Linked DNA regions of Sus scrofa: all the other regions are linked to region 1. The links are chromatin contacts, called in public HiChIP or PLAC-seq maps. All regions are on one chromosome and are shown on one strand. Each heading gives the region's core, a stretch centred on a gene start, on an enhancer-like site or on the middle of the called end of the contact. The rest is flanking DNA. Distances are from core to core; before and after follow the strand shown.

The links. HiChIP or PLAC-seq counts read pairs in DNA pulled down with a chosen protein or histone mark.
Region 2: an H3K27ac HiChIP or PLAC-seq map of skeletal muscle shows a contact between it and region 1. The contact joins the promoter of REPIN1 here to the promoter of LOC110257542 in region 1. A contact is called at or near these places in 1 of 5 promoter capture datasets (liver), 2 of 47 Hi-C or Micro-C datasets (both in liver) and 1 of 2 datasets of contacts at active chromatin or transcription factors (skeletal muscle).
Region 3: a contact with region 1 is called in an H3K27ac HiChIP or PLAC-seq map of skeletal muscle. The contact joins the promoter of RARRES2 here to the promoter of LOC110257542 in region 1. A contact is called at or near these places in 2 of 47 Hi-C or Micro-C datasets (epiblast stem cells and liver) and 1 of 2 datasets of contacts at active chromatin or transcription factors (skeletal muscle).

The regions. Positions count from the first base shown.
Region 1 is chr18:55,959,376-55,962,234 of Sscrofa11.1, reverse strand. LOC110257542 (zinc finger and SCAN domain-containing protein 2-like) reads right to left here and starts at 1,598. Exons shown (of 3, transcript XM_021078811.1): 1 at 550-1,598.
Region 2 is chr18:55,924,118-55,927,198 of Sscrofa11.1, reverse strand. It overlaps REPIN1 (replication initiator 1), which reads right to left and starts at 1,670. Exons shown (of 2, transcript XM_021078721.1): 1 at 640-1,670. The coding sequence starts at 1,060.
Region 3 is chr18:55,904,479-55,907,293 of Sscrofa11.1, reverse strand. RARRES2 (retinoic acid receptor responder 2) reads left to right here and starts at 1,440. Exons shown (of 5, transcript NM_001123186.1): 1 at 1,440-1,625; 2 at 1,855-1,959. The coding sequence starts at 1,452.

The sequences.
Region 1 (2,859 bases), core at 349-2,848:
GGCTCTTTCCTCGAGTCTGAGCTGCCCAACGCAAATACGGTAACTCTCCGCAGCGCCTCCCGCGCCCCTTCTCTCTCACCCCCATAAAGGCGGCCAGCCTCCCGCACCGCCGTTCTTATCTAATAGCGGCATTGATCAAAAGAGCTGACCCCACCCACCCGATCCCCAGCGCACAACCTTGCCAACTCCTGGGGCCAGAGCGACCCTGGAGAAATATGGTAAACTCTGCGTCGGAACCCCGCCCCCACGAAAATATGTAGGCCTCCCACTCCGCTGCAGCAACCCACCCCATTCCGCCGCAAGCCCCGGTTTCCTGAGGGAATTCATGCAACCCACCCCCGGCTCCCACAGCGCCCGCGGGGAGCCACGCAACCCTGGATAAATACGTAATTAAGTCGCGGCGCTCGCCACTCCCAGAAAGGGTCTGCGCGGCTCCCGGCAAATACGGTAGCGCGCCCGCAGTGACCCGCCCCCCAGGGTCCGGCACTGGCCTCGATAAATACGGTAATCTCCCGCTGAGGCCCCAGCCCAGCCCGGCCCGGGACTCACGTGGCGCCGCCTCCCCAGCCCGCCGCCTCCTCCGCAGCGCCGCAGTCACCAACGTCGCCGCAGCCGCACAGCAGCCCCGTGAGGCTGGGAGGTCTAACGCGCCACAACCCGGCTGGGGGAACTAGGAGGACGGCGAACGCTGCGCCTGCCGGGGCAAGGGAGGGAACCAGGCGGGGGCCGGTCCGAGGACAGAACGCCCCTCTGGGCAGGTCGCCCCAATTCCCCCACCCCACCCCCAGGGCCCCTGTCCCAGCCATTCCCGGTTCAGGAGGCCCCAGTTCAGCAGTTAGAGCCTCAACCTCACTTCCCCCATCCCCGAGCAGGACTGCCCCCCAGCGCCCAGCAACCAGGGTCTGTGGACGCTGGAGGTCCAAAGTGTTTCCTCGCAAGAGAAGGAAGGGGGAGACTGCAGGAACGCCCCCCCCCCCCCCCGCGGAGTCTTTCTGAGCAGGGGTTTTTGGCAGGAGACAGAGCGCACCCTACGATAGGGCCCGGGTTATTAGGATAACTGGGGGATATGAGACAATTATAGCCCTACTGTCCTGTCCTCAGAAGTGAGCCCATTACAGTCAAGCCAAGGAGATCCCATGAAAGAGCCACTTATAACACTCAGGGGAAGCGACTGGTGTGGACAGGGCTGGGCTGAACTCCAGTTTCGAAATGTCACTTAATATTACCCCTTACCTATACTTCTCCTATTACAAAGCCCAATCCTATATATTATGTCATGGGAGACTTCTAGTAACCGGGTGCCATCTAGGTTATACAGTTGTCATTATCCCACTTTCTAGGTGGGAAAGTACAATAAAATGGAAACACAGAGCAGCTTGCCTCTGAGACCCGAGGCTCCAAGTGGCAGAGCCCAGGTCCAGGACTCAGCTCACTCTCCCTGGCACCACTCTGCTGCCTCGACCAGAAACCAGAAACTGTGCCCGCCGGGATCAGAAGAAATCATCTCATCCAGAGTGAGAAAATATCTGCAAGTTTGGTTTTTTGTTTTTTGGGGTTTTTTTGTTTTTTTTTGTTTTTGTTTTTGTTTTTGTTTTTACAGTTTATAAAGAAATTGAGCCTGGAGAGGTAAAATGATTTTTTGAAATTAAAAGTGCTAGAGGAACAGGAGTTCCCACTGAGGCTCAGCAGGTTAAGAACCTGACTAGTATCCATGAGGATGCAAGTTAGATCCCTGGACTCGCTCAGTGGCCTAAGGATCCTGTATTGCCATGAGCTGCAGTGTAGGTCACAGACGCGGCTCAAATCCCTCATTGCTGTGGCTGTGGTATAGGTCACAGCTCCAGCTCCAATTTACCCCTAGCCTGGGAACTTGTGTGTGCTGCAGGTGTGGCCCTAAAAAAAAAAGTGCTAGAGGAGCATCAGCCAGCCTTTTCCTCCAGGGCCCCTGTGTAGCTGCCAGGTGGATGAAGCAGGTGGGATGCTGGAATAAGTCCCGGCAGTGTTCCTCACAGCAGGTGGTGGCACTATTCTTGATGAAGGGCTCCAGGAGACACAGACCTCTCCGCCTCATGAGGTCCCTCCTGCAACTCTGCAGGTACCCAGTGTGCTTTTAGAGTCTGGGAAGTGAAGAATTCCAGGTGGGGGTCCACTGGGGATTAAAATCAATCCCTTACTGAAGGTCAGGCCTGGCAGCTTTCACCGCTTGCCAAGTGGATCAGTCTATTCCAACAGGGTCCCTCTCGGCTTCTTAAGGACCCCCCCCACCCCTACCCCCATCTGTGCTGCTCCCGTAGCACCTCATCCAGGTACATGGAGCTTTGTGAGTGAGACATCCCAAGCAGACTGGTATTTCAAATAGAGGGGGGCATTCTGGGAAGCCCGAAGAAATGAATCCACCTGGACAGATGTTTACCCCAAGGGCCGAGTGTAGAGCTCCTGTGGCTTTGACAGACCACACCCACACTCCACCCAGGCCCCTGGAGATCTGTTCATGGAGCAGCCACACCTCTTAGCTCTCCAGCTTCTGTTGCCAAAATTCTCCCCTGCCAGAGCCACCAGCTTTCATCTCTCCTGCAGGCCACACAGGAGAAATGGGGACACTTAATTAATGAGCAAATTTTTCAAAAGGGAAATCAACATCATACCTGAGGATGTCACCCATATTTTTAGCAGCATTTTCTAGGTAAACTGTGCCAAGGCAGAAAGGAGAGGAACACAGCTGGAGGTGGGGGGGGGAGGCAGACAGCACCCACTACCTAGTGGGAATGCCAAGGGCTCTGGGAGGCCTCCCTTCTCTGTTCTGCCTCTGTGTGTGATTTCTGCTGAGTCACTTGTTTCTCTGGTTTCATAAGCACCCCC
Region 2 (3,081 bases), core at 421-2,920, 35 kb after region 1:
AGCCAGTGAGAACGGCCCTCCTCAGCAATGGGAGGGGAGCACTGGATGCCAATTCCCGCCCAGCACGATGCCAGGCCACTGCCTGTCCAAACTGTGCCCACGTTCTGCCCGCTTGCCCTCGTCCACCCCCACGCTCGATTAGGACATGGCAGGAAGGCAAGCTCTCCAGAATCCAAAGAACACCCACGGCCTGCTGCCCTCGGGGGTGATCCTGCCTCTGCCTCCCTTGGGTGCTAGGGGTTACTGCGGCAGGAAAAGGGGAGGAAGGAAGAGATGGTAATCTCTGTCCCCTGGCCCCCAACGCCGCCGCCGCCTGCCCCACATTCAGTGCCTCCAAAGCTGGGGAGCTGGGATTCCTGCAGGAGAACCTCCTCCACCCGCTGCAGGGTGAGGTGGCCCTTTAGACTCGGAAGGGACCTTCAGTGCCTGCCCACAAGTTCCAGACACATCTTCCTAAATTCCCCAGAGCCTATCCTCCTCCCCAGGAGCACAGACATGACTCATTCCAACGGCCAGACTGAGCCCAGGGGAGACTCCCAGGACAGGAGAACCGGCCCCTCCCCCCCAGCAGGATGGAGCAGCCTGAGCACCCGGGCCATGGAATGGTTTGAGAACCCCCAAAAGAAGCCCACACTCTACCCTGGCGGCTGTGGAGCTGGAGATGAGGCTTTTTCCAGCTCCTCCTGGGGATACTTCTGCGGCTGGAGCGCCTGCTTCGGCCCACACAGTGGTAGCCCCCAGATGTCAGAGAAAACTGCAGCAGTAAAGACACCCCTACCCCCATGGCAGAGCTCAGACCTCCGAAGGCAGAGAGGCCAGCCTTACCTGTGGGGAGGGGAGAGAAAACGTGCGTGAGGCTCTGAGCTCCCCTGGGGTAGGCATCTTTGTGTCCTCGCCGGCCACAACCTCCTCCCCCACCCCTGCCCCACACCCGGCCTGGCAGAGTGACCTTAATGGATACTGGATTAATAAATAAACGTGCCCCCTTCGCCAAGGAAGCACAGGGCTGCGTTTGGGGGTCACTTCCTCCACAAGTAAGGTCACAGCGTGAATTCTCCATGCTGATGGCCAAAGGCCGGCCAATGGCAGGAACTCTGGAAGCTCTGCTGGCTCCCCTTCCCCCACCCTCCTCCCCACAGGAATTCCAGGCCGGTTTCCCAGGGGGCTGCGCAGGCGGACTCGAGCGACCAGGACTTGGTCAGAATCCCCTGGCGCGTCCCAAATGGGCAAGGGCCGTTTAGACCCCACACCCCCCCTTTTGTATTCGCGCGTGTTCCCCCCCCCCCCGTGCACGTTCGCGGACACACGGCTCGCGCTCCCGGAGGGGGCCCTTTCGGGTCCCCACGCACAGCGCAGCTCGCCGAGCCTGTGCGCAGGTGCGCGGGGCTCGCCCCCCCCATTCGGTCCAGCGGGATCCCCCCCCACAGCGCGCACACGGTCACGCGCCCGGCAGGTTAGGGCCGCCCCGCCACGAGCCCGCGTGGAACCCCGCGCCCTGCCCGGGACGAACCTCTCCGGCGGGGAGCGCGGAGGCGCGTGGCGCGTCCATGAGGCCGGAAAGCCGGCGCCGGCTGCCGCGCTCCCCACCTCGCCGCGGCGACAGCAGCAGGTTCGAGTTCACCACTGCCAGGCCCGTGCCCAGCCCCCCCGCCGGTTCCCAGCGCCACGTGACTACAGGAGCTGCCGAGGGTCAGTTGCGGGCTCGGGCCGGCGGCCGGCGGCCGCGGCCGGAGGGCGGGGCGGGCAGCCGGGCCGGCCGCGCGGGGCTTCTCCCGCGTCCCCAGCGCCCCCTCGCGGGCCCGGCCTCGGCCGGGGGCGGCCGCCGCGGGCCCGACTCCGTTGCCATGGCGACGCAGCCCGGATTTTCCCGGCCCGGCTCAAGTTTCCCGACCCTTTGTCCCTTCGGAGGGCGTGCGTCCCTGGGCGACCGCGTGGCCAGACTGCGGTCACTCGACTAGACCCGGCCTCAATGGCTTAAACTCTCCTAACTGGCCCGAACCTTCGAGAGGGCGCTCCCTGCCCCGGGTCGTCCCCTGCTCTACTCCCGCCACCTCGACCTCTGGTGGCGCTAGGGAATCTGAAAGCCGCGGGGCCTGAGCGGCGCCGGACTCCACCTGGCCCGGGGCGCGGTTGACCCCAAAGTCGGCCTTCTGGGTTGTAAAAAGGTGGAGAAAGGAGAAGCTCGATCGGGTCAACTTTGAAAAAGGAATGCCCTCGCTTCCAGAAATTAGCGGAGTGCAGGCATTCCCGGCTCCGGCGGCCGCGGGGCGGTCTTCGCACCCGGGGGCGTTTCGCTTGGAAACGGACTGCAGCGGGTAGGCGTGTGCAGAGGCAGGTGTAAGCCTGCGTTCGTTCGTGACTCACCGGCTAGCAGGTGGCCTTGGCGTTTTCCAGGCTTGTACAATTTCATGTAGTGTTATGCTTTTCAACACAGGCAACTTTCTAATTGTCTAATTATTTGTAAAGCATAATAAAATCTGTTGCATAAGCAGGAAATAAAATACAAAAAGTTTCTAATACTTTTGCCTCCTAGAATTAGTTACATTCAGCGTTTTGGCATGTATCATCGGGTATTCTTTTCTACGCTTATCTATGCATGTTTGACATCATTGGGATAATGCCTTGCAAAGATATGTTCTGCCTTTTTCACCTAACAATATTATGAATTTTCTGCCGTTTTATTGGACATTCTTTAATAACATGATTTTTTTTCTTTTTTTTTTTTTTTCTGCTTTTTAGGGCCACCACACCCGTGGCATAGGGGTCCAATCGGAGCCACAGCTGCTGGCCTAGGCCACAGCAACAGCAGATCTGTGCCCCATCTGCGACTTATTCCTGAGCAGGGCCAGGGATGGAACCCACATCCTCATGGATATTAGTCAGGTTGTTACCACTGAGACACAACAGGAGCTCCCATTAACATGAATTTTCATCTCAGCATAAATGCACATAAATTTTTCTACTTTTCTCTATCATTATGGACTCATATTTTATTGCATATGCCTGACTTAAAAATTCTAGAAATGAGGACTGATGGATTAAAGGCAAAGTATATTTTTCAAATGTTTTCTAAACTGTCTT
Region 3 (2,815 bases), core at 191-2,690, 55 kb after region 1:
TGGCTGTGTTAGAGGTTGTCAGCCTCCTCTCTAAAGGAGACCGCTCCCTTCCCAGCGCGGCTTTAGGCCAAGGGAGGCAGCCAGGCAGATCAAAGGACCTCGAGGAGGTCCCATATGATTTGAGGTAGTCTGTGTTTCTGGAAGACTCTCCCGAAACGCGGGTCTGGGGGACGCTGGGGACTGGCCGCCCAGGAAGGGCCTGGGGGCAGGGCAGTCCGCAGCCCTCCAAGGAGAGGCTGGGCCGAGGGCCTGGCCTGGGGAGCGCAGTCCCAGGAGGGCCGGCCCAGCGCGGGGCGGGGGTGGGGTGGGGGGAGGAGCCTCCGCTGCGCTGGGAGCTGGAGGGGGCCCAGGAGGTGGGAGGGGGAGGAGATGGGGGCCGAGCCGTGGGAGGGAGCAGGGGGTACCGGGAAGAGGCTGACAGCCCGGCCAAGAGTCGGCCTGGGGAGGTCGGGAAGCGGCAGTGTAGGAGCGACCCCGAGGCCCGGGAACGGAGGTGAGCGGGGAGCGGCAGTGGCTGGACGGCAGGACGGGCGGGCAAAGGGCGCTGCTCCAAAGGGCGATATCTGTCAACTTGTCTGGAGCCCTGTCTTTCAGGCAACGCCCCGGGGAGCTTTTCACTGCGGGGGCCTCAGTTTCCACCCCTTTGGCTTTCTGGTCCTAAGACCACTCTCCCCCGCAGCGTCGTCGGGACCGTCCAGTCCTGAGGCGACCCCAGTCACAGGTTGGGGGGGCTGGGAGCGGGATGGGGGGAAGGCCCCAGAAAAAAAGGACTGGGGAGGGAGGGTCTGCCCGAAGAAGAAGAAGAAAGCCAAGGGTGGGACCAAGGCGAGCCCCCCATTTCCGGGGGTGGGGGCAGGTAGGGCTGATGGCAAGGGGCACTTTTAGCCCAGGAAGGGTTAAGTGTCCTCCTGTTCCCACCCGCTCTAGACCCCTCCCACGTGTTTACGTCCTCCCAAAAATATTCAGCCTCCTCCCAAAAATATTCAGCCTCCCTGGCCTCTCTTTGGTGCTTGCCCCTGCCCCCCCTCCACCCCCAGTTGGGGTGCGAGAGGGTGAGGGTCAGGGCCCCGGGCCCCTTGGAGCCAGTAGTTTGGGGACAGCCAGCAGGAGAGGGGCATCAGAGAGGATGGGAGAGAAAATGGGCCCCCAAAGCGGGGCAAGCTGGAGTGGGCAGCAGCGCAGCTTCTCAAGCTCTTGCCTGAGGCCGAAGGCCAACTCAGCCCCGACCCAGGACTGCGCCAGACCCGGGCTGAGCTGGACCTGGAGAGTGGGGGAGGGTGGGAGGAGCAGGGGAATCCCAGGGGAATGGGAGAGGGACACTCCCTGCCCTCCGCCTCTGCCAGACGTGGCCCCTGAGCCGCAGGGCCAGGGAGCTGCCCCACCCCGACCCCCCAAGCTGGCTGAACCCTAACCCTAACCCTTTGCAGGATCAGGGTGATCAAGGTGAAGCCATGTGGCAGCTGCTGCTCCCGCTGGCCCTGTGGCTGGGCACCATGGGCTTGGGCAGGGCTGAGCTCACAGCGGCCCAGCTCCGTGGCCTGCAGGTGGCCCTGGAGGAGTTCCACAAGCACCCACCCGTGCAGTGGGCCTTCCGGGAGACTGGTGTGAACAGTGCCATGGACACGGTGAGCGGCACCCCAGGGAGGGGAGGGGGACGGGACCACTGCACGGGAGTCCAGCATGTTCCCCAGGAGCAAATGCAAAAGTGCTTGGGCCCTGTGAGCACCCAGCTCTCCGGAGAAAGGCCACGGCCTCAGCCACCCCCTGGGATGTGCTGTTTCAAGGTGGGACAGGTCACATCCAGGAAGTGCTCTGCTGGCTCAGCTGGCTGCTGGCCTTCCTGTCTGTCGGCAGCCCTTCCCGGCCGGGACCTTTGTGAGGCTGGAATTTAAGCTCCAGCAGACCAGCTGCCGGAAGAGGGACTGGAAGAAAGCTGAGTGCAAGGTCAAGCCCAACGGGGTGAGTGAGGGCCAGCGTGTGTGACAGGGTGTGCGCTCCGTGAGAGTATGCAATTGGGGGTGGGTAGGAGATGCATCGAGAATGAGGTTGAAGACCTCAGAGGGGGTGGCCTGGGTCTGAGCCCAGGGTCGTGATGGTTTCGGGTGGGCTGCGGGCCTGGACAGACCAGAGGAGGACGGTTGGGCTTCTCTCTGAGGACGCACGTTCTTCAGACTGATCCTCCCTCCATCCAAGTTCCTCTCTCAGGCTTCAGGTCACGGGTGGAAGAAGCCCTGGTGAATTCCTCCCTTCCTGTGAGTTTTCAAGTAGAGATGGTCCAGCCTGGGCTGCTTCATACCAGGGCTTGATTCATCAGCCACGTTGGGAGCAAAATCACTGCCACAGGCCGACCCCTGGGCTGGGAGCACAGCCATCTGGGTCCTTGTCCCAGCTCTGCCGCACCCGCCCTGGGGCTCTGCAGGTTCTTTGGAGGCCTCAGTCCCCTCTATCTGTTAAGGGGGGTCTGGGTTACACTAGTGGTTTCCAGACCTTTATACCAGGACCCTTGTGTTCAAATCAAATCTTACAAGAAAATGCAAACAGATGACAGCAGAGTGGCTCGGGTGGAAGTCCAGTGTGGAGAACCCACCTGGGACGGACACACACACACACACACACACACACACCCCCACACACTCGTGCACTCTCCCAATCTCGATAGTTAGAAAACCGCAAGATGGTTTGACTTCGGCAGTTTCCCAGTGGGAGGGTGGTTGGTGCCTGGAACCAGCAGAACTGCCAATGGACTGTGACCCCACTGTAGGCTGCCCCCAGCTTCCACCCTCATGGGGCCATAGGCCTCCCTTCATCACCTTCC